2 separate regions of the Ovis aries genome follow, and region 2 is linked to region 1. A link is a contact called in public Hi-C data. All regions are on one chromosome and are shown on one strand. Each heading gives the region's core, a stretch centred on a gene start, on an enhancer-like site or on the middle of the called end of the contact. The rest is flanking DNA. Distances are from core to core; before and after follow the strand shown.

Region 1 (5,964 bases), core at 2,047-4,546:
CTCCAGTATTCTTGCCTGGAGAATTCCATAGACAGAGGAGCCCGGTGGGCTACAGTCTATGGGGTCACCAAGAGTCAGACACGACTGAGCGACTAACACACACAGTCTTGTAAGAGAAGGAACCCCTGGGACCTTCCTGGGACAAGCCTTTCCCCATATCCTCTGCTTTAGCTAGCTCCTCTCTTAAGTACCTAAATAACAGTATTTGATGCACATTTCCTGAGTTGTTTTGCAAACAAGAAACCCCACCACCAAATGGAAGATGTTAACTACTTGAGAGCACATAGCCCCACAAACCCTGGAGCCTAAGGATAGATAAAGTTAACCCGTGTGACCCTGCCCTGTTCCCTCATCATCAGCCAGAGAATTGTGCACCATTTGATCAGGTACCCTGTGATCCCTACCACCACCTCCCTTACTGGGCTTTTAAAAACGCTTTGCCAAAACTCTTCAGGGAGCTTGAGGCTTTTTAGGGCATAAGCCACCTGTCTCCTTGCATGGTCCTGCAATAAACCTTTCTCTGTTCCAAATTCTGACGTTTCAGTTTGTCTGGCCAGTATGTGCCCGACAGGTGAACTTGCCATAACAATCTCGTTAATTTGTCTTTGGGCCCCTTTCCTTTCCATGCCCTGCCCCCTTCCATGAAGCCAATAGCATCATAGTAAACCACATTCGCAAGCTGGCACAGCTGTAATCGGCATGAAGTTTTCAATAAGATCATATCTGAAACTTAAGACACAAGCCCTCTGATGACTTGACATAAAGACCATTCTCCAGTGAAGGCTGGGACCTCCCGACAACAGTGCTGATCAAACTTTTTGTCATAGCAGAGGTCCCAGTTCCCAAGGGATAGAAGTGCAAGCAATGAAATTTTATTTTTATTTGATTTTCCAAAGATCTATGAGGTTGCTCTATCTCCAATCACTTCCTGTGCATAAAATTTAAACAAATGTGAGGTTCAAAGGCCTTAGCCTCTTGTTAAAATGTGCACATCTGTTCCTTTAAGGCGTCATCTTTAGAAAGAACTAGAGCAATGCAGTAAAAACAATAATACACTGAAGCAATATTTAGTATTTGGTAATAATCTCCATCTTTCCACTGGACCCAGATAAACTGGGCACTGTGGATGGTCCTGTGTCTATGCATATGTTTTCTTCCGATCACAATCCTCTGAAATACAGTCCATCTTGGATTTCAAGCTGGTTCACAACTTTCAGGCAGTCAGAGGATCTGAGAGCACAGAGTGACTTGAACATAATGGAAAAAGAACTGCACGGTCCCTGCATTTAAAAGACCATTATTATCTGCACCAGGACATTTTATAGGACAGAATGGTTTTAGGGGTGTTCAATTCAAAATATGCCATAGGCTGGGCTTATAGCATCTTTCCACATCAGAGTTTCTCATTTTAAGGACATTTTCAGTGTTTCCACTTGAAAAAGTTCAAGAGATTATCAGGGGAAATACATTTCTTTTCAACCCGACTCAATCTAATAAGGAGATCAGTAAGAGAACTATGTACCTAACCAAGGAAACAATAGTTAGGTCATATTTACAAAGCTATTCTGCACCTTTCTTAGTAAAACCTTGTTACTGCAGCATAAAACACAGGAGTCCATTCCTACTATCAAATCAAGCGACAACCAATAAAAAACATGCCTCGTAGCAAAAGGCAAATCTGCTGGGCTGTTGCTGTGGATTCAGGTTTTCTTAACCTCACATCTGCCTGGGTTGGCTTCACCAAATTCATCAACCAAACCCCCGAGGCTCTGGCCCTCAGAATCGCTCTAACTCATAATTAGGAGACAGGAGCCCTTGAGACCACACTTGAAAAGGCAGCCAAGCAGAGTGGGCACGGGTCACCCTCTTCCTAAATCACACCAGCACAAAAGCGGGCTATTGTCAGTTCTAAAGCAGTGTAACCTCAGCGATGCTGGAAGGGCTCTGAGAACAGAAAATTCCTGTAATTAAAAGGCTCTGTGCATGATAATTGGCTTTGAAGTTTCTGAGAGCGATCTCATCTCGGAAATCTTCTCCGGAGAACAAAAATCTGTTTACAGGGATTTGGGGACACACATGGGAGACTGCTAAAAAGCTCCACGTTTCTTCTAATCTCTCTCTCTCTCTCAGTAGGAACAAGGCTCTTGAGAGAAGGAACCACACACAAATAGAGTCCTGATCAGTAAGCAGGAAGAACTGCTGATCCTTTCTACAAACTCACGTGTGAATCAAATAATTTCCCTTCAAGGCATTCCTGTCCTGAGCATTCCAACTTGCTCTACCAATGACAGAGAGGGATGCTGACAGAAGGGAAGCAGATGGGGAATCCCGGCCTTTCTGGCAGCTGCAAATAAGGGGCTCTGCTGGGGGAACGCAGGTGATAAGCACGGTTTAAACTCTACGCCCAACCCTCACGGATGCTGCCCCCGGACAAACGGCCACAGAAGGCAAAGGAAGAGAAGCCTGTCCCCAAAACCTCTCTTAGAGAAACTCAGGGCCACCTCTCCAGAGCTGGCCCCATCTCATAGGCGTCGTAGCCGACGAATGCACTTAACTGCATTCCCATACAGAGGCACGCTCTGGAATTATACCCTCACGGGTGCCTGCCAGCAGAAAAAGTCAAGTCCAAATTCCAGAACCTTTTCAGGAGGTCATTTCAATCCCTTCCTCGGACATCTTCCTCAGCCCTCCCAAGGCCCACGTCTCCTTTCAAGGTTCTCCACGCGACCTCCTCCCCGAGGCTGCCAGGTGGACCGGGCTATTTTTCCGCCCTCGGCACTCTCACTCAGGGCCTCCCGCCCAAGTCTTCTCGGGAGGCACCTGCTGCAAAGGGGCCGCTGAGGACCTTGGCTGCCGCACGCGCGCACGTGCACACGCACGAACGCTCACCCACACCCACTCTCCCGGTTACCCCCATCCACGCACACCCTCCCACACACTCACTCCCAGCAAAGTTCGTCCCGGGCCCCCAGATGGCGGCGGCGGCGTCTCCTCACCTTTGGAGAAGAGGGCGGCCAGGCTGATGAGCACGGGGGACCAATGGTGCCACAGCGTCCCCATCTCAGACGCGCACATCCCGGAGACCCGGCGCGCAGATCCTCGGCTCCCAGGTGCCGTCTGGGCGATGAAGACACGGTCGCCAAGCTCCCCGAGGGTCGGAGTGGGGCGGGAAGGCGACGGAGCGCCGGGCTAGGGGCTCGAGCGGCCGCGGCGCCCTGCCTCTTCCTCCCGCCAGTCCATGGCCGGCCGGGAGGCGACACCGCACGCCGCTCCGGAGTTGCTCTCCCGAGTCCAACGCGCGCGCAGGCAAACCCCACCTCCCTTTCACCCCCACCAGAATATTTTTATTTTCATCCACGCGAATTTGTTCCTTTCCGTTTACCCAGCGACGACTGGCCCCCAGGTGGCCCCCAAAGGGCGCCTCCGGGAGCGCAGGGACGCGGATAGGCTAACGGGCGGCGGGGCGGCCGGGGTGCGGCGCCCAGGGCGCGGGCGGAGGCGGCGCGAGGACCCCCGGCCGGGTGGCCCGGCGCCCGGAACGGCGCGGGGCGCCCGGGCGCACGGTCCCCATCCCGCCCGGCCGCGCCCCGGGGCGCGCACCGGCGCCAAAGTTTGGCTGGGAGCAGTCACTCCCCGCGCCGCCCGCTCCGGCCGGGCTCCCGCCCGGGCTCAGGCTCGGGGGCACCTAAGCGCGCGGCGCGCACCGCCGGCTCCGAGGACGCAGGGCTGCCCCCGCCGCCTGGGGGAGGCGCGGTGGCCGCGCGCGGAGGAGGACCCGCGGGCCCGGGGACCTGGCCACCCGCGCACCGGCCGCGCTCCGCCGAGACTGCATCCGGCACGGACGCGAGCGCCACGGTGTCGGGTGCGGACTCGGGGTCTGCCTTAAAAATTTGTCTTTTTTAAAAAAGCCCCACCCTTTTGGAGTGACAGCCGCAAGCCCCAATCCGCACAGTCAATCCCACCTCTCCGGGTCTGCCCCTCACCCACCCTCCCGGCCACCCCCTCGCTGCGCGCTGGAGCGGGAGTGGAGCGGCTGGGAGGCGGGCTAGTACCCGGCCGGCTCGGCCTGCGCGGAGGAGGCTGCAGGGAGCTGCCCACTCTCCCAACAGGTGTCAAGAAGACCATTTACCTTCTCCTGCGAGTCAGACCTCAAGCTAAGGGCAGGTCCTCTGTCCTGGGAGTTTCTAATGCTCTCCGCCTGACAGTAAATGAGAAGATGGCTGTAAAGGGCCCCACACCCCCGCGCTGGATCTTCCCCAACAATATCTAGGGAGGAAGACTTCGACTTGCCAGCCGTCCCGAGGGTCATGCCGGCCTCACCCCGCCTCTATCCTGGAATGACTACCAAGTCACTGATCCTAAAAGAATTCCGTCCTGACTTCCCTCTGGCCCATTTGGAACTAGGAATGGATCGTTAGGGGCCAGCTTGGCCTTGAGAAGATAAAAGACAAGTTCATTTATCCTTCCTGAATGCCTAATTAAGACATGCTGGAAACCGAGGCTACAGAGCATCAGCCTCTGATTTTAGCCCAAGGACTTCTCCATGGGAGCCTTTGAATTACCCGAATCAGAAATGAGAGCGAGAGAAAGCAGTCTGAATATTTAAAGAATATTGTAAACCGACAACAACCAAATCAAATGAGGTGACTTTACCTCAGTAGGTAAAAATGGGTCATTATCATTCAGCCAAGGGAGCCACAGAAGTTTTATTTTATATGCCCGTCACTGGAAAAATATATCAACACTTTGGGTGCTTAGCTTGCAAATTTTCAAGAGTGTCTGTCTGGATTTCCTTCTCTGTGAGATGTGGCTTCTATTTATCCTATATTTACTTTTTTGAATGTCTGTCTGTCTTTCTGGATGGTTTTGTTGTTTGGGTTTGTTTTTTTTTTTCATTTGCTTTTTAAACTTTCTGCCTTTTCACTTTGCATCTCTCTCCTATAAAACTCTAAAGAGTTAATACAACAAAGAACCTAAGCGATTATGTGTTTCAGTGCTTGCAAAATTTGAGTAAGTATCAACATCACCTGGGATAGTGAGTCCTCCATCCCCACCCCTAGAGCCTCTTGTTTATCAAGTCTATTAGCAGCAGCAGCAGCAGCAGCAGGTGACACTCAAGAATCTGTGTTTCTAACAATTGCCAGGTGATACTGATGCTGCCCACCCAAGGACCACTAGTCGAGTCCCCTATCCCCTCCACCTCAATGATGGGGAAGCTGAGGTTTAGTCCCTGGCACATCTCCATCTGTCTTCTTAATGGCGGAGCCAGTAGCTTGAACAGAATGCCAACTTCAGGTTGTCAGAGCCCGTTTCAATGTGAAATGGAGTCTATTTCTAAAACATTTTTCAAATGTATTGACTAGGATGTAATGATCCTATGCTTTATTAAAAACAATCTTTTTATGTATTCTAATTCAAATTGTTTTTTGGTGTTTGTTTGTTTGTTTTTCAGAACTGCAATCACCAAGTACATTTGGGGGGAAGGATGGGAGGTATTTCATGGCAAAAAATTTTCTCTATCTGTATCCTCAGGGCAAAAAGTAGCTAACAGATTCCAGGGTAAACCATTTCCCCGTTATACACAGTTGACTCACAAAAATTTTTCCTACTCTTTGGTGTTCAAGTTTTGGGAAGCTGCAACTCCAGGGACTGGATCAGTGGCTGAAATACGATGTAAGCATAGCTATTCAGTCTCCAAGACGCTGTTCTAGCTAATATATCTCATCTTCTTTGGGTAATTAGCACAACTAATCCTGGGAGAGGCAACGCCTTAGGAAGACTTTAGAGAAGTAGGCTGAGGCCTACCAGCTCTTCAGTAGCATCCCAGGCCTCTGGGAGCACTTCCCAACCGTAGAGCCTGCCTCAAATTAATTGTGAGAAATCTGCTTTCTTCCAAGAATATCTGTTTCCTCTGTAAGGCCATAAATCAATCTGTAAGCCTAATTCTGTCAGTAATTAAACAGT
Region 2 (5,319 bases), core at 1,547-4,046, 150 kb before region 1:
GGTTCTTTCTCAGTTCTTTTGGTTCTTGCTCACATTGACAGTGGAGTGAACCAAGATGAGCTCTGAATACTTCCTGGCTGTGAGTCCATGGGGTGGCAAACAGTGTGTGCACGCGCACACACTCACTACTAGTTAAGAAAGCAAGGCATTAACCTGCCATTCCTGAGACATCACAGAAAAATGTCAGCCTTACCTTGCTGCTTCTATTTTGCTAGCTGTTTTGTAAAAAATGCTCAATTCATTTTTTCAAGCAGACTTGGTGATAAACATACTTAAATTGGATACTTAAGAAGGAAAAGACTGCATTTCTTCATCATTTATGCAAGTTCTTGCTTCTTAACTAGGAAAAAAAGTAACAAGAACAACTTGTCAGGTCTGCAGCTACATTTTTAGATAATAGCCTTCAAAAAAATTTCATCTTTCCAAGGAGGGAAAAAAACCAACATCCTCTTTAATCATCAAGTCCATTGCTCCATTAGCTGCTCTTAATCAACCTTTACACAAATGAGTAAGAAAATAAATCTATACCTTTGAACAGTGGCATTTCTAACAACAAAGTCAGACACCAGGATGTCTTTTTTATTAACAGAGGTGTTTTTAAATATCTGCCATATATATATGTTCAATTCAGACATTTTAGAAAACCCTGGAGAATAGCCAAGGTGGCTCTATACACTGTAAGGCTGCCCCAGGGCGAAGTGTCATTTGTGATGTTTGTTACCATTATTACCTGTGGCTTTTAGCTAAGCAGGAATAAGAAACCCAAACTCCTATGGGTTCGGGGTGAGTCTAATATTGTGCAGGTGAAAACTGAGTCAGGTAGGAGCTGCAGGGTATTGGAGCTCATGCCCCATTTCAAGAAGTTAGGGCTCTGCTGATCATTATACAGAGGCCAAACACCCTTTCCCCCCTATGGGACATTGATAGATTTTTTAATGGCAAGTAATCTCTTGAGAGTTCCTTGGACTGCAAGGAGATCCAACCAGTCCATTCTGAAGGAGATCAGCCCTGGGATTTCTTTGGAAGGAATGATGCTAAAGCGGAAACTCCAGTAAATCTGAGTGAGCTCCGGGAGTTGGTGATGGACAGGGAGGCCTGGCGTGCTGCAATTCATGAGGTCGCAAAGAGTCAGACATGACTGAGTGACTGAACTGAATTGAACTGAATCCAAACTTTAAAAAAAACAAAACAAAACAACTCTGAGCAGGACAAACAAAATACATCTATGAGACTTCTGGTTAACAGGCAGGAAGAAAAGGGGAAAGAGACAGGAAGTTTGGGATGGACATGTACACACTGTTATGTTTAAAATGGACAACCAACAAGGTCTTACTGTATAGCAGATGGAACTCTGCTCAATGTTGTGTGACAGCCTGGATGGGAGGGGAGTTTGAGGGAGAGTGGATACACATACATGTATGACTGAGTTTCTTGGTTGTTCTCTTGAAATGATCATAACACTGTTAATCGACTATACCCCAATATAAAATAAAAAATTTAAAAATACTCTGAGTTAGATTCAGCCTGTACATTCTCAATTTCAACCTCTAATCAACAGGTTCTCCACTGGACCAGAACCGTCACCTAGCGTGCCCCAACCCATCTCTGACTTATCATCATAGGCACCAAAGAATGACCATTTCACATCCTGTGAATACGGGACCATTGGGGAGATTTCATAAAGCACCTCTCAAGAGCTTTCTTTGTTTCTTATAACACACCAAGTTCTTACCACTCTTTCAGAAAACACAAGGGCATCATCAACTATCACCAAGAGCACCCCAACTAGCAAACAAAAACTCTCAAATGCAAAGAAATTTAAATGTGATTAAATTCAAAGGGCAAAATGAAAAATGACATGTTAAAATCACTCTACAAAGCATATATCATTTTTAACAACCTAAGACAAAAAGGAATCTATGCAAAAGGACAAATCAACAGAAATCCTTTCTCCTCGCCCCAGCAGAAAAGAAAACTTGTCTCATCAATTGCCCTCTTTAAAAGACTAATGCCATTTGCAGCAACATGGCTGGACCTAGATAGAGCTGACCATACTAAACGAAGTCAGTCAGAAAGAGACAGACAGATACCATACAAAATCACTTACATGCAAAATCTAAAATATGGCACAAATGAACTTATCTACGAAACAGAAACAGACTTACAGAAACAGAGAACAGACTTGTATATGCCAAGGGGTAGGAAGGTGCGGGAGGGGTAGATTGAGAGTTCCGGGTTAGCAGATGCAAACTATTGCGTATAGATTAAACAAAAAAGTCCTGCTGTATAGCACAGGGAACTACATTCAACATCCTGTGATAAACTATAGTCGAAAAGAATGTGAAAAAGAATAGGTATATTTAACTGAATCACTCTGCTGTATATTAAAAATTAACACAGCACAAATCAACTCTACTTCAATAAAATAAATTTTAACATAAACTCTTCTCTTTCAATTTTAAAAACTTTTCCTAATTTATGGTGCAAGCCTAACCACCCAGACTACACCGTTCCCAAGTACGATGCTCAAACAACCCGGGGTAGACTCTGATGTGTGAATTCTCAGTCGCTCAGTCATCTCTGACTCTTTGTGACCCCCATGGACGGCAGCCTGCCAGGCTCCTCTGTTCATGAGATTTTTCCAGCAAGAATCCTGGAATGGGTTGCCACTTCCCATTCCAGAGCATCTTCGCAACCGAGCAATGGAAGCCGCGTCTCCTGCTTCTGCTGTATTGGCAGGCGGCTTCTTTACCACTGAGAAACTAACTTCTCAAGACTTTTATAGGATTGTAGACTCTGGGCTCAATCCCATAAAAGTCTTGAGAATATGCACTGATCTCAAATGAACTCAGCTGCCAGCATACTGTTAAAAGGCATCTGGAGAATTTGTCGGTAGTTATTCCCAGCTGTTTATCATTCCTGGAAGGCTCCTGTGCACACCATCAAGTTAGCATTAATATGACTCACTCACCCCACTGGGTACAGTAAATCCCGGGCATCAAAGATGCTTTAGAAAATTGTTTGCAAGTCTCTTGTTGCACTGGGATGATTTTTGACAATCTGAGACTTTTACACTAAATAAATGTTTGGAACAGGTGACTATAAAAAATAGTAGCTTGAATCCTGACCCAGATATAGTTTTATTTTTACTTATTTGGGGATGCAGTGCTGTGTGGAGGAAGGTGCTGTCTATAATCCTAACATTGAGAAGCTTAAGTTTTTGTACATTTTGAGGGCTTTAACTTTTTTTTTTTTAATTTGGGGATGGAAGTTCTAACACTTTCAACCACCCCTGGACTGGTCCATCATCATCAGACAACTCTTTCAACCACACATGACAATGGACTCCAAGTATGAATAAAAGGACAATAACAGAGGCTAAATGAACAAAAAAGGAACAGTGGTTTCAACAAGTGTATCTGTCATGTAAATGCCATCTAGTGCTAAGCAAGGGGCTGGAATTGTGCCTTCATGATCCAAAAGGAGCCTGGCTCCTTTCATCTTTTCCCACATATGTCTTTAAAATTCTTATGAAACACAGTGGTTGCAACAGCTCCAGCCAGCACATCCAAAATCCAGACAGCAGAAAGGATAGAAGATTAAAGAGAGGCACTTGCATTTTAAGGACACTAAAAAGCCTTCTGATGAAAGTGAAAGAGGAGAGTGAAAAAGCTGGCTTAAAGCTCAATATTCAGAAAACGAAGATCATGGCATCCAGTCCCATCACTTCATGGGAAATAGATGGAGAAACAGTACAAACAGTGTCAGACTTTATCTTTTTGGGGCTCCAAAATCACTGCAAATGGTGACTGCAGCCATGAAATTAAAAGACGGTTATTCCTTGGAAGAAAAGTTAAGACCAACCTAGATAGTATATTCAAAAGCAGAGACATTACTTTGCCGACTAAGGTCCATCTAGTCAAGGCTATGGTTTTCCAGTAGTCAGGTATGGATGTGAGAGTTGGACTGTGAAGAAGGCTGAGTGCCGAAGAACTGATGCTTTTGAACTGTGGTGCTGGAGAAGACTCTTGAGAGTCCCTTGGACTGCAAGGAGATCCAACCAGTCCATTCTGAAGGAGATCAGCCCTGGGATTTCTTTGGAAGGAATGATGCTAAAGCTGAAAACTCCAGTACTTTGGCCACCTCATGCGAAGAGTTGACTCATTGGAAAAGACTCTGATGCTGGGAGGGATTGGGGGCGGGAGGAGAAGGGGACGACCGAGGATGAGATGGCTGGATGGCATCACGGACTTGATGGACGTGAGTCTGAGTGAACTCCGGGCATTGGTGATGGACAGGGAGGCCTGGCGTGCTGCGATTCATGGGGTCGCAAAGAGTCGGACATGACTGAGAGACTGAACTGAACTGAACTGATTGGACATTTCCATTTGACACTTCTGCTTACAATCAAATGGCTCTACCTAGCTACAAGGAAATGTGACATTTACAGCAGGTGGCATGTGCTTGTTGTAAATTAGGGTCCTGTTTTTAAGGAAGGAGAACATATCCTGGGATAGACAATGAGAAGGCTCTCATAATAAGGGTTCTAGCTATTTTCCATTGCAGCCCCTGTGCTGGCAAGTCTCATATACTTATGGTTTATTATTATTGTTCTTGTTGCTGTTATTGTTCAGTCAGTCGTATCTGACTCTTTGTGACACCACAGACCGTAGCACACTAGGGTTTCCTGTCCTTCATCATCTCCTAGAGCTGGCTCAAACTTATGACCATTGAGTTGGTGATGCCATCCAACCATCTCATCCTCTGTCGCCCCCTTCTCCCCGTGCCATCAATCTTTCCCAGCATCAGGGTCTTTTCCAACGAGTCGGCTCTTCTCATCAGGTAGCCAAAGTTTTGTAACTGCAGCTTCAGCATCAGTCCTTCCAGTGAATATTCAAGGTTGATTTTCTTTAGGATGGAGTGGTTGGATCTCCTTGCTATCCAAGGGACTCTCAAGAGTCTTCTCCATCACCAAGGTTCAAAAGCATCAATTCTTCGGCACTCAGCCTTCTTTATGATCCAACTCTAACATTCATACATGACTACTAGAAAAACCATAGCTTTGATTATATGGGCCTTTGTTGGCACTGTGATGTTTCTGCTTTTTAATATGCTGTATAGGTTGGTCATAGCTTTTCTTCCAAAGAGCAAGCATCTTTTAATTTCATGGCTGCAGTCACCATCCAAAGTGATTAATAATAATAATAGTTATTATTATTAATCACCAAATATTGTGGGACCACATGTATTTACATGTAATTCTTAGAACTATCCTCCAGCGTAGCACATTCAGCATCATCAGGTTGGAATCGGGGGCCA

Evidence for each region. A called contact is a pair of places that touch in the nucleus more often than the background predicts.
Region 2: a contact with region 1 is called in a Hi-C map of tail adipose tissue, with 4 times the contacts expected there. The contact joins the enhancer-like site here to the promoter of TMEM132D in region 1. A contact is called at or near these places in 2 of 16 Hi-C or Micro-C datasets (skin fibroblasts and tail adipose tissue).

The regions. Positions count from the first base shown.
Region 1 is chr17:47,247,807-47,253,770 of ARS-UI_Ramb_v3.0, reverse strand. TMEM132D (transmembrane protein 132D) reads right to left here and starts at 3,296. Exons shown (of 9, transcript XM_027956399.3): 1 at 2,997-3,296. The coding sequence starts at 3,075.
Region 2 is chr17:47,398,613-47,403,931 of ARS-UI_Ramb_v3.0, reverse strand. The region is part of intron 1 of TMEM132D (transmembrane protein 132D); the gene reads right to left. Among named protein-coding and RNA genes, the nearest start is that of TMEM132D, 150 kb to the right of the region's middle. Within about 2 kb of position 2,796, at least 2 of the 54 cell types and tissues checked have an H3K27ac peak or open chromatin away from gene starts, as enhancers often do.